Regions from separate parts of the Rattus norvegicus genome. Here region 1 is linked to region 2. The links are chromatin contacts, called in public Hi-C maps. All regions are on one chromosome and are shown on one strand. The core of a region is the stretch at or near the end of the contact, and the rest is flanking DNA. Distances in the headings are between cores, read along the strand shown. Region 1 overlaps Glis3 (GLIS family zinc finger 3). Region 2 overlaps Glis3 (GLIS family zinc finger 3).

Region 1 (4,817 bases), core at 31-2,530, 340 kb before region 2:
TAAAACTCAGAGAAAAGGCATATGCAGTCTCTCCTCCAACTCCCCAATTTCTGACTCGTAGTATGAATAGACAGACCGGTTTACTCAAGGTCTCAAGAGTTCAAATTGTGAACATTTTGCCCTTTCATTTATTAGCAATGTCAATGATTTGAAAATTAATGTGATTTGAGTTTCATATTTCCTCCCCTTAGATGTGGTTGAAGTGCTATGAGTTCATCATGAATAAGGAGTTAAATCTTCTCTTGAGCCTGCCTTGTGAATTTCATTCTCTACTACTAAATGATCTCACCAGAGCCAGTGACTCAAGAGGCAGGTTTGCTCTGTGTGACCACTCTAGAGGACCACATTAAAGTGCCTGTGCTCCTTGTTTGTGCAGGAGCGAGTTTTCTTAACTCCATCACTGGATTCCAATGGAGGAAATAAATTACTCATGCATGTTCTAATGATTAAAAAATTTTCCAGTGTCTTGGCTGTCTAGTTCTCATCTGTTAGGGGTTCCATTACCAAGCAGTAATTGTTACACTTTTGACTAGCTGGCTCATACTATTTAGAAAGTCAAGTGAATGAAACATTTGAGTCACTGGTTCTAGGCCAAAAATTCAAAGACTATGCTATGCAAGACCACCTTTGGTAGTCATGGGAGACATGGTAGTTTTGAAGGACTCTCCCCGCACCCCCCATTTTGTCTGAATAACTTAATAACTTAGCCTTGTGGACAAGGTCCTTTTAAACTATCTGAACCTTGTTTTTCTCCTCTGGGCGAGCAGAAGGTAGTCATGGTAATGCCTGCTGTAGTTATCTCTTACGACTGCCGAGAAAATCAACTGTGATCACAAATCCGAAAGCTAGAGGGGCACCATGCAGATTTGTGTGACTGCTAGGGTTTAAAGACACTGTAGTAACAATGATGCTCAAAATGACAATTTTGATCTGAATTTTGGCTACAGTTGTGTATGTGGGAACATTAAATGGGTACTAGACGCTTTTGTGTGTTAGTTACAGTGACAGAGTCGAAAGTGCAAGTTGTTAAAGGAACGGATTTTGCTGCTTGACGTTAACGTCAGTAGAGGAAAGCAACTTGGAATCCTGTTTTTGTTTATAAAAGGGTTAAACAGTAGTTTCAGAAAAAGGAATAATAGAAAAAGATGAAAAATCAAGCAGGTAATGAGAACATGGGCTGAGAGAAAGCGGGGTGAAATAAGGGGTGAGGGTAGGACTTGGTGCGTCTTCCTCTGACCCCGTTTCTTGTGCTAGAGCTGAGTCAGAGCTTTGGCTCCAAGCCTTGCTGGATCTGCAACCGTGAGGCGGGAGAGCGTCGGCCATGTGACTCACGGTCCCCATGAAGTTAGCTAGTGGAGCAAAGCTGCAGTGAGACAGTTATTTTCTCAGGCGTTCTCATAAAGAGGCGTTCTCATAAAGAACACATGGAGGGCAGTACCTTACCAGGATCCCAGTGGGAGAAGGCAGACAGTGTTTTTGAGGCTTTTACTAGTGGGATTGCCAGAAGAAAAATTATAAAAATAATTTTTTTAAAACTCCCTGTTTTTGAGTTTGCATTTTCCCCTTTATTTCAATTATGGCTGAATGTATGCGTACCATTAGGTTAGAAACGAGAACCCCCGTCACTACTGTGTCCTACATCAGGGCACCTTAGGGGTACTGAACAGAAGTCTGGGGCTATTTGCTGAGCGCGTGGATCCAAGGGGAAGCAGCTTGCTCTGAGCCAGTTCTGTGGAGCACGGAGCCTGGTCCCAATATAACCACCGCTTGGCACTTGCAGCACGTTTCTAATTGTGAGTTTAGTGTTGACTGTGCTGTGTTTTTTTGTCTGTGGAAGTGTAGAAAGCTATTGAACGTGATGCCGCCCTCTCCATGGTATTTGCTGTTTGTTTGTTTCGTTTTCACTGTGGAAGCTACTGAAAAGCCTACAGCATTGGCTCAGAAATTTGTAGAGAGCAGATCTTCACACATAAGACTTCCAGCATTCACAATTAGACTGCCTGCTCTGCTCCTCTCATTAAGTATCCCTAGCGCCCAGAATGAGAAGACGTAGAAAAGCATCAATATTTTTAATCAAATTTAAATAACACAGAGCCTTTCGTTTTAGACAAGATGGAATTTCTAAGCATTAGCAAAGAAGCCTGTGGGAATTTTTGTGGCTTTCTTATATTGCACACTCGCGCACGCTCATAGAAAGTGACTTCTGGTGTAACAGTTGCTCACAAGGTTCCTGTGCTATGTTCAAGACTGACTAAAACAGTTTGTTCACCAGCAGCTTAGAATAAACAGGTGGCCAAGATCCAGAGGAGCTTGCTTCTCTGGAGAGAGGTTGGAGGATGAGCCCCTTGTCATCCATCTGTGATAGCATCTTGTGTGCTCGAGGGACTTTTAACGTGGGGCAGTGGATCGTATTAGATGCAGTAAGAGTCGGAAGACATGCATCTATTTCAGTTAAATTACTTGTTAAAACTGGGTACGAGTCTTGAGTCTTGGCACCCCAACGTCGAGTTAGTGAGCTGGGGCCTTCTGGCCATGGAGAGGCCCAGTGGGCAGTACAGGTATGAATTCCTTTCCCAGTATCTTCATGATTTGCATCATTCAGATCAATCTCATGGCAACTTCATAAGTATAAAAGGTTGGCACTTGTGAGGTGGACGGATCAGAGCTACAGATACACACGAAGTGACCTTTATCTTTCCTGGAAAGATCCCAGCTCACCTAGGAAGGAGGAGGACTTCCCTCCACTTCTCTAGGGAATGACACTCAACGGTGTCAACCTGGGGCTGCCCATTGATGCTCTTAGCAGAGGTCTTCTTTGCTCAACTCTTGCTCGGCAAACGCCACATGAAGGGAACAAGATGCCCAGTGTGGAACACGCCTCTTTCTAATCTTCTTGTCAGCACTTGGTGTCTTTTCTCTCAAACGCATGCACTTTCTAAGATAGCTTGTTCAGATATCAAGCATATAGCATGCTTGAAAAAACTCAAGTTGCCTTCTGTAGTTAAAATATAACAGATACCTGTGTACTTGGTGTTTCTTAGACCTGTTCTGGTGATGCTTCTGCTCTTTCCTTCTTGTAAGCCAGCACCGTTCTTTGACCTTCATATCCAAAATCTTTCCTAGTGAATGGTGCTTTGTGCAGGTGCTTGACAGTAGGGAGCATCTGAAAGATTGCGCATCTCTGTCAAGCTCTGGCATAAGGGTGAGGCAGAGTCACGGCTGGGTCTGTGTTGTAGGTGAAGAGTGTTAAATGATCCATGAAAGAAACTAGCAGGTAAACACAGGGAGAACATGTGTGCCTGTCCATTTTCCAGGGCCTCCGATGAGTCAGTGCAGGACTTTCTGGAAGGATTGAGTCATGAGTTGGACACACAGAAGAGGTGGTAGTGGGAAGGAACTTGGTGTTTGTTGGGGGATTACAAGTCAGAGAGATGCAATAAAAAGAAAAAAAGAGGAAGATTTTCTTCTTTCTGCAGGAGAAGAGCTGTGGCCCATGATGACTGATGTTTTTGTAGCATTAAGAGCTACATAGGTACATAAGTACCCTTTCAAAGTGCATTCAGATGTCACATGTACCAGGGCACTGACCTTAGGCTGAGCAAAGGTATTGAGACAGAGGTGCCTGCAGGTGACTCTGGCAACATTAATGAGGCTCCTTGGGGACATGAGCTGAGCTTTCCCTCTTTCCTGCTCTGGTTCTGTCTACAAGCAGCTTAGATGAGCCTGGCCTGCACTTCAAAGCTGTGCTCATGGAATCGAGCTTGAACTTGCCAGTGGGTAGCATAAGATATTCTTGCATTTGTCATACAAATGAGTAACCTATATCCCCAAAGAATTGTTGCATGGGAAATTGAGGTATTGTGGTCCTGGGTTCTTCTCTGACATGGAGGCAAGCTGTGAGCTGGCCCCCGTTTCAGCTCTGTCTGTGTGGGGAGGTTTGTCTATGAATTTGGGAGTTCCTTTCTAGAGAACACAGAGGTGGTATCCGCTATTGGGACTCTTTCTGTGTAAGAACTGATGTCTTGATTCCTGGTTCATCTGCTTGGTCTTTTCCCCCTTTGCTAGCACTTAAATTGCTATTCTGAACTATTCCTGCCCCTGAAGTTTCTATTCTGTTCTTACCCTCGTCTCTTACATCTGAGCTACATACAGGCAAGTATTGGTTTTTCATCCCCTGGGCTGGTGGTTCTCTCTTCAGACATTTCTTTGATGGTAAAAGAAGGTTGGGAAAAAAATGTAGATACCTGAATTAGATATAGACAAATTTCAAAGCACTTTATCTCTAATTCATCTTTATATTCCTACTCGTCTAAAGAGAATGGGAAAACATAATTTCTATCCTTTTCACGGGTCTTGTACTATACATGTGCTTCCCACATGCTTGAGAGGCTAAGAAAATGCCAAATAAAAATATTTCTTTTTCTTTCCACAGGACACCCCTCACACACCCTTCTTACCTTGTAAAACATTTTATAGAAAAGATACAAAATAACATACTGAGTTTGAGGCAAGCGTGGGCTACACGGTCTCAAAATATGTAAGAAACCCAAAATCTTAAAAGATTTTTCTATATGGTCATAACCCAGATTTTCTGAATTTTAGCATTTTATTTGCTCGATTTTTGCCTTATTGTTCTATCTCTTTGTTCAAGAGAAATGTCAAGTGGCTTGACCTACATGTATACGACTTCCACGCAGTCATTTGAGGATAAGTGGCAGACATGTTGTTTCAATACTTGGAAATACTTCAGTGTACATTCCTTGTTGGAGAAGAAAGAAATCCTTTCCCACTTTCCTTTGTGCTCTGGGATCCAGCTC
Region 2 (4,861 bases), core at 2,268-4,767:
ATCTTTGCTGTAGAAGCTGGGGGAGCAGAGGATTTATTCAGACTTACTTATCCAGTAAGAGAGAGCACCAGAGTCCAAGCCTCTGTGCTTCTGACCCGTCTGACTTCCTGCATCCCCTCGTTCTGTACCCCTTCCCAGGTTCCTGTTTGTGAACTTTAACTGAGCTTGACCCTCTTGGGACCTACTGTCTTGTGATAGTCTGGGATTCCGTGCTACATCTTGAGGAAGGAGGGTGAGCTCTTTGTGCTGGCCTGCCCGCTGCCACATGGGGAGCCTGATGTTAGTGGAAGTAGGGCAGAGAAGGCAGGAAAGGGAGGTGCTGAATGGAAGGAGCATGGTCAAGCAATCAGCTGTTAATTGAGGTGTGCATGAATGAGTGTTTACAAGAACCTTTGAAGTCCTCCTTCTGCAAAAAGGATCATTTACATGGGTTCAAAGCCTCCCCTTGCCTCCTTCTTAGCAAACCATTGCTCATTAAAAGGTCACACCAACTCCCCACCAAGGGAGTGGAAATGGTTGACTCAGTTTGGGCTTACTTTTGTGTGTTCTGTTTCTGGTAAGCAGGGATCCTCCCCCCTCCCCCTAGTCTGTTGTGGGCCTATTTATACATCCGTCATCTCTTTTGAGGTCCTGTGAAAAGCAGAAGCAGACACTAGCAGCCTAACTGGAAGAAAGTCTCTGAAATGACCATTGTTAATCCTTGTTTGCTATACAGAAGATCTTTCTTATGCCTCTTGGATACAGTGTAACACAGAATTAGCAATGATGCTGCCTTGATCTAACATATTTGAGGGATGAAATACTCTGTAGAATGAAAAATGACTATAACCTGTCATTGGCATTGGACTTTTTATTTTAGCACCTAGAAACTTTCTATATCATCATCATCACCATCACCATCACCATCATCACCAATCATTACATAAATACATCCCTCAGGCTATTCTGGGCAAAACACTCAGAACACACTCATTTTGATACAAGCCGATATGCAGGGTTGGAAAATAGCTGCAGACATTTAGAAGAGAAGTTAGGAAGGCCTCCCTTCCCTGCAGCCAGAAAGGTGGTGCAGCTCACAGGCTTTGGAATTCTCTCCGCCCCTCTGCTGTTTTCTCTTGCATGAAGTGGTCTTAAACTGCTGGGTCTCTTGGGTTCCATGATTCTTGAGTTAAATTTGTGTTCAACTGTGTCTGGGCCCTCACCTCTAACTGTAGGCTCTGTCTTCACCTTCATACTCATCTTCTGCTGTAACCTCTGATCTTTTTTTTTTTTTTCTGGTTCTTTTTTTCGGAGCTGGGGACCGAACCCAGGGCCTTGCGCTTCCTAGGTAAGCGCTCTACCACTGAGCTAAATCCCCAGCCCCAGTAACCTCTGATCTTAATTAGCTGTTCTCCACCATGAGCAGGTTAAAAACAAACTGAATATATACAAATTCACAGAGAGGCCGTGGCTTTTTTTGTTAAATACTACTTGGCATTTTTAGTCAGAAGTAAAACTAATTCTAAAAATTGATGAATAAAAATAAAAAAATTTTTAACTGATTCTTGTAAATTTGTATAAATTGAATCCGTGCTTTAAAACCATTCCTAGTTATGAAGAGATTTCTTGTGCTAAAATTTTAAGCTATGGATTCTTGTTTCCTTATTCCTGGTAGTTATCTGACAAATATGGTCACTTCTCATCAAAAGTACATTCTCTGTAGATGCAAAAGTCAGAACTTCATGGTACTTCCTTTTAAACAAAAGACTACTTTATGGAGGTGTAGTCCACTTAGAACTTGTATTTAAATTCTTATTAATATTTTATGTGAGACGAGATCTCTGTCTTCAAATGTGTTACCTCCATGCTCTGTAATCTCATCTGTGTTAAGAATACAGAGGACACCTCTGACTTAGCAAAAAGCAAGTGTAAGTTGAGTGGAAGGCATACTACTTTAGTGTCCTGGGCCGTGAAATAATGCCAAAACCTTTGTATGTGCCTGCCACGGTTTTCCCTTTATTTACCCCTTTTGGTGTATTGAATAATATGTAATAGCCCAGAACTTAAATAAGAATAATTTGGAATGAGCTCATAATTCTATAATAGCATGCACATACAGAATCTATATCTAGAGTAATACAATCTATGCTGTAGATGGCAAACTATTTTAATAAGTTATACTCTTGTATCCTTGTAGTCTCCATTTCCTTGTTAGTGATCATAATTAACTTTGACCATACTGGTGCAAATGATAAAAGCATTAGGGCCTCACTCTGAGGAGAGAGCCTTAGATTCCGTATTCTTTGTCCATCATCATCTCTACTCCTTACTAGTTCATCTTATGTGAGTCAGATGTATCTTGTTGTTTGGGGTAGGTTATGTCCTCAGATTGTACTGGGTTCCCCAGATAGTCCCAACTTGTCTGTCCCCTCATCACTTTGTTCTTTGGTCATAGACTGACAGAAGATAGCAGATATACCAGAAGGGTAGACCAGAAGGCCCTCTAGCTCCTTGTGTCTTTTACTCTCAAATAAAGAAGTGAAACAAGAGAGCCATTGGGTCTTAATGACGTTGTCTCCCAAAGTTGAAACATCAGTATGATTGTGTGATAATGACATAGGTGACCTTGCTACTCAAATCCTTTCTCCCTTCGGCCCAGAGGAGCAGAAGAACAGGCCCCATTTAGGATTGGATGCCAGTGCAGACTCTATCTCTTCAGACTCTCTGATTTCATAACTTCTCATTCCTCTCCTACAAGCTCAGAGCTACTTTGGAGACACAATAAGGACGTGTTCTCCAGAAAATAGCCTCCATATGGGGAATCCTGGCTTGTGTGTTTTACTAGATGTTCTCAGGGTAGTGCCAGGATTTGTTTTCTCCTGGGGCCACTCAGCATTGCCTTTCGGGTTAAGCCCAATTAAGAGGCAGTGTTTTGAGAAGTGCAGATGTACCGGCACAGGACACACAGCTGCTCTTCTCCTCCCATAGAATAAAAACCTAAGTGACCAGATGATAGGCATCTGATCACAACTGGTTTGCTGATATACTCTGACCTCTTTGCCTTAAGTCCCTCATCTTCCTCTTAGTTCCTTTGCAGCCTTCTTAGATAGCATCAGCATACTTCCCAAGTGAAACGCAAAGTGAACACAGCATTGTCTCCCAGGCTCTCACTCCCTTCACATAAATGTTGAAGCTGCCATTTACGAGATTACTTTGCTTCAGGACCTTTAGGATGAACTTCGGAAATGTGTCTAATGCACCTTCCCCTTTTCTCAGCTATGTCCTTACACAAGAGCCCAGCCTTGTGGACTCAGTTGTTTCTATAAAATAAGTGATGTCACCAATGATGACCTGCATTTGCTAGTTCAAAATGAAGCCTTTCTTCCACATAGTCTAAACAGGAACTAACTAAAGGCTTTCCTGTTGATGAACTATGGGGAGGTTACTTGCTTCATTGCTAGTATATTTTTATCAAGACTTACGTTGCTGCTTATTCTCACGACATTGAAAGACCCTTACCTCCTTCTCTGCCATGAGTATCACTGTCCCATGCTGAACCAACAAAGTAAGCGTCCTCTTAATTTCTCTGTGACCATTTCCAACTGCAAGTCTGTTCTCTCAAGTCTCCTGTCCTTCGCCGTTAGACAGTAAATGCTATTCTAAATCTCATGACTCAGAACCTGCCAGTCTCCCCTCAGAACGAGAAGATAAATAGACAGTTGTCCAAGGTTCCTTGGTAATTTCTCCTTGTTTAAATTACCAGTATATCTCCTTTCAGAAAGCCGTACTCTGAGGCTGAGGCTGGGGATAGCACTCGATGGTGGAGTGCTTGCCTGGCATATGCAAGGAATTGCATTCAACAAAACCAAAAGACCCAACAACCTTGTGATTGTTACACGTTACTACAAAAATGCCACAGTACATTCCTTCTACACCAGCAGGAATGCTCTTTACCCAGCACAGAACCCAGGCCGACCTCTCAGGTTCTGTGTTTCAAGCATATTTGACCTTTGAGGTTTAAAGTTATTTTACTCTTGGCAAGAGAAAATGTATTGTTTAAGGAGACTCTGGTTAGAGGGGGTCATAATAAGGACCCATAACACTTCTTGGACCTCAGATATGCCTTACAAAACAAAATGTTTATGAGCTAAGTGTAAATGACTCAGAAACATATGAATCGAATTTCCCCTAAAATGTGAACGGGTTTTAAAATTAGCAGGAAAAGGGCCTGGCACAAGATGTGCTTTGAATTTCACAAAACCCAGAGGGTTTGAAATACAGTTTAAGAAGCCTGACAAACCCAAACTGTGACTAAGGTTTCCTTTGTTGGTGTCTTTTCTTCCCTCTATGTGTCAGAGAAGCAGTCAGTGGTTGGACGAGAGAGAGGAGGGTCCTAAAGGGTTTTAGAAAGAGCACATTGTCATACTTGTTTAGGGCCAGAACGGGGACTCAGAAGGCTTTGAAGAGTTGGTCATGCTGCCTGTTGTAATCGTTTTTCCCAGGTTTGCACCTCCGACTCCATCTCCTCACCACATCAGCCCGGGAAGAGTTCCAGCTCCTCAGTCACTGCTACAGAGAGCACAAGCTCCCCACACCCAGCAGCCACCAGGCTCACTCCTGAAGCCCTACCAGCCAGAAACCAACTCTTCTTTTCAGTCAAATGGTATCCATGTCCACGGTAAGCAGGAGCTGGCAGCCCTTGGAGTTTTGAAGGCAGTGTTTTGCCCTTGCCTTCGGTCAGGTGTCCTAGGGACCAGATGTGGGTTCCAGATGTTCTGTTTTACATCAGACCTAAGATGTAAACAGCACCCTTTTCTGGCATGAAATCTGTAGTCTTTTTCTCAGCTGACCTGATTTATGACACCCATAGTTACCAAACCAA

What was found. Hi-C and Micro-C count contacts between places; a contact is called where the count stands out from the background.
Region 1: a contact with region 2 is called in a Hi-C map of the Rat2 cell line, with 3 times the contacts expected there. The contact joins two enhancer-like sites. A contact is called at or near these places in 2 of 12 Hi-C or Micro-C datasets (the A7r5 cell line and the Rat2 cell line).

What each region holds. Positions count from the first base shown.
Region 1 is chr1:235,747,509-235,752,325 of GRCr8, reverse strand. All of the region lies in intron 2 of Glis3 (GLIS family zinc finger 3), which reads left to right. Among named protein-coding and RNA genes, the nearest start is that of Glis3, 59 kb to the left of the region's middle. Within about 2 kb of position 1,280, at least 40 of the 93 cell types and tissues checked have an H3K27ac peak or open chromatin away from gene starts, as enhancers often do. A contact at or near this core is called in the A7r5 cell line, where this site is marked.
Region 2 is chr1:235,412,932-235,417,792 of GRCr8, reverse strand. It overlaps Glis3 (GLIS family zinc finger 3), which reads left to right. Exons shown (of 11, transcript XM_039101395.2): 9 at 4,482-4,657. Among named protein-coding and RNA genes, the nearest start is that of Rnu6-613, 31 kb to the right of the region's middle. Within about 2 kb of position 3,517, at least 10 of the 93 cell types and tissues checked have an H3K27ac peak or open chromatin away from gene starts, as enhancers often do. A contact at or near this core is called in the A7r5 cell line, where this site is marked.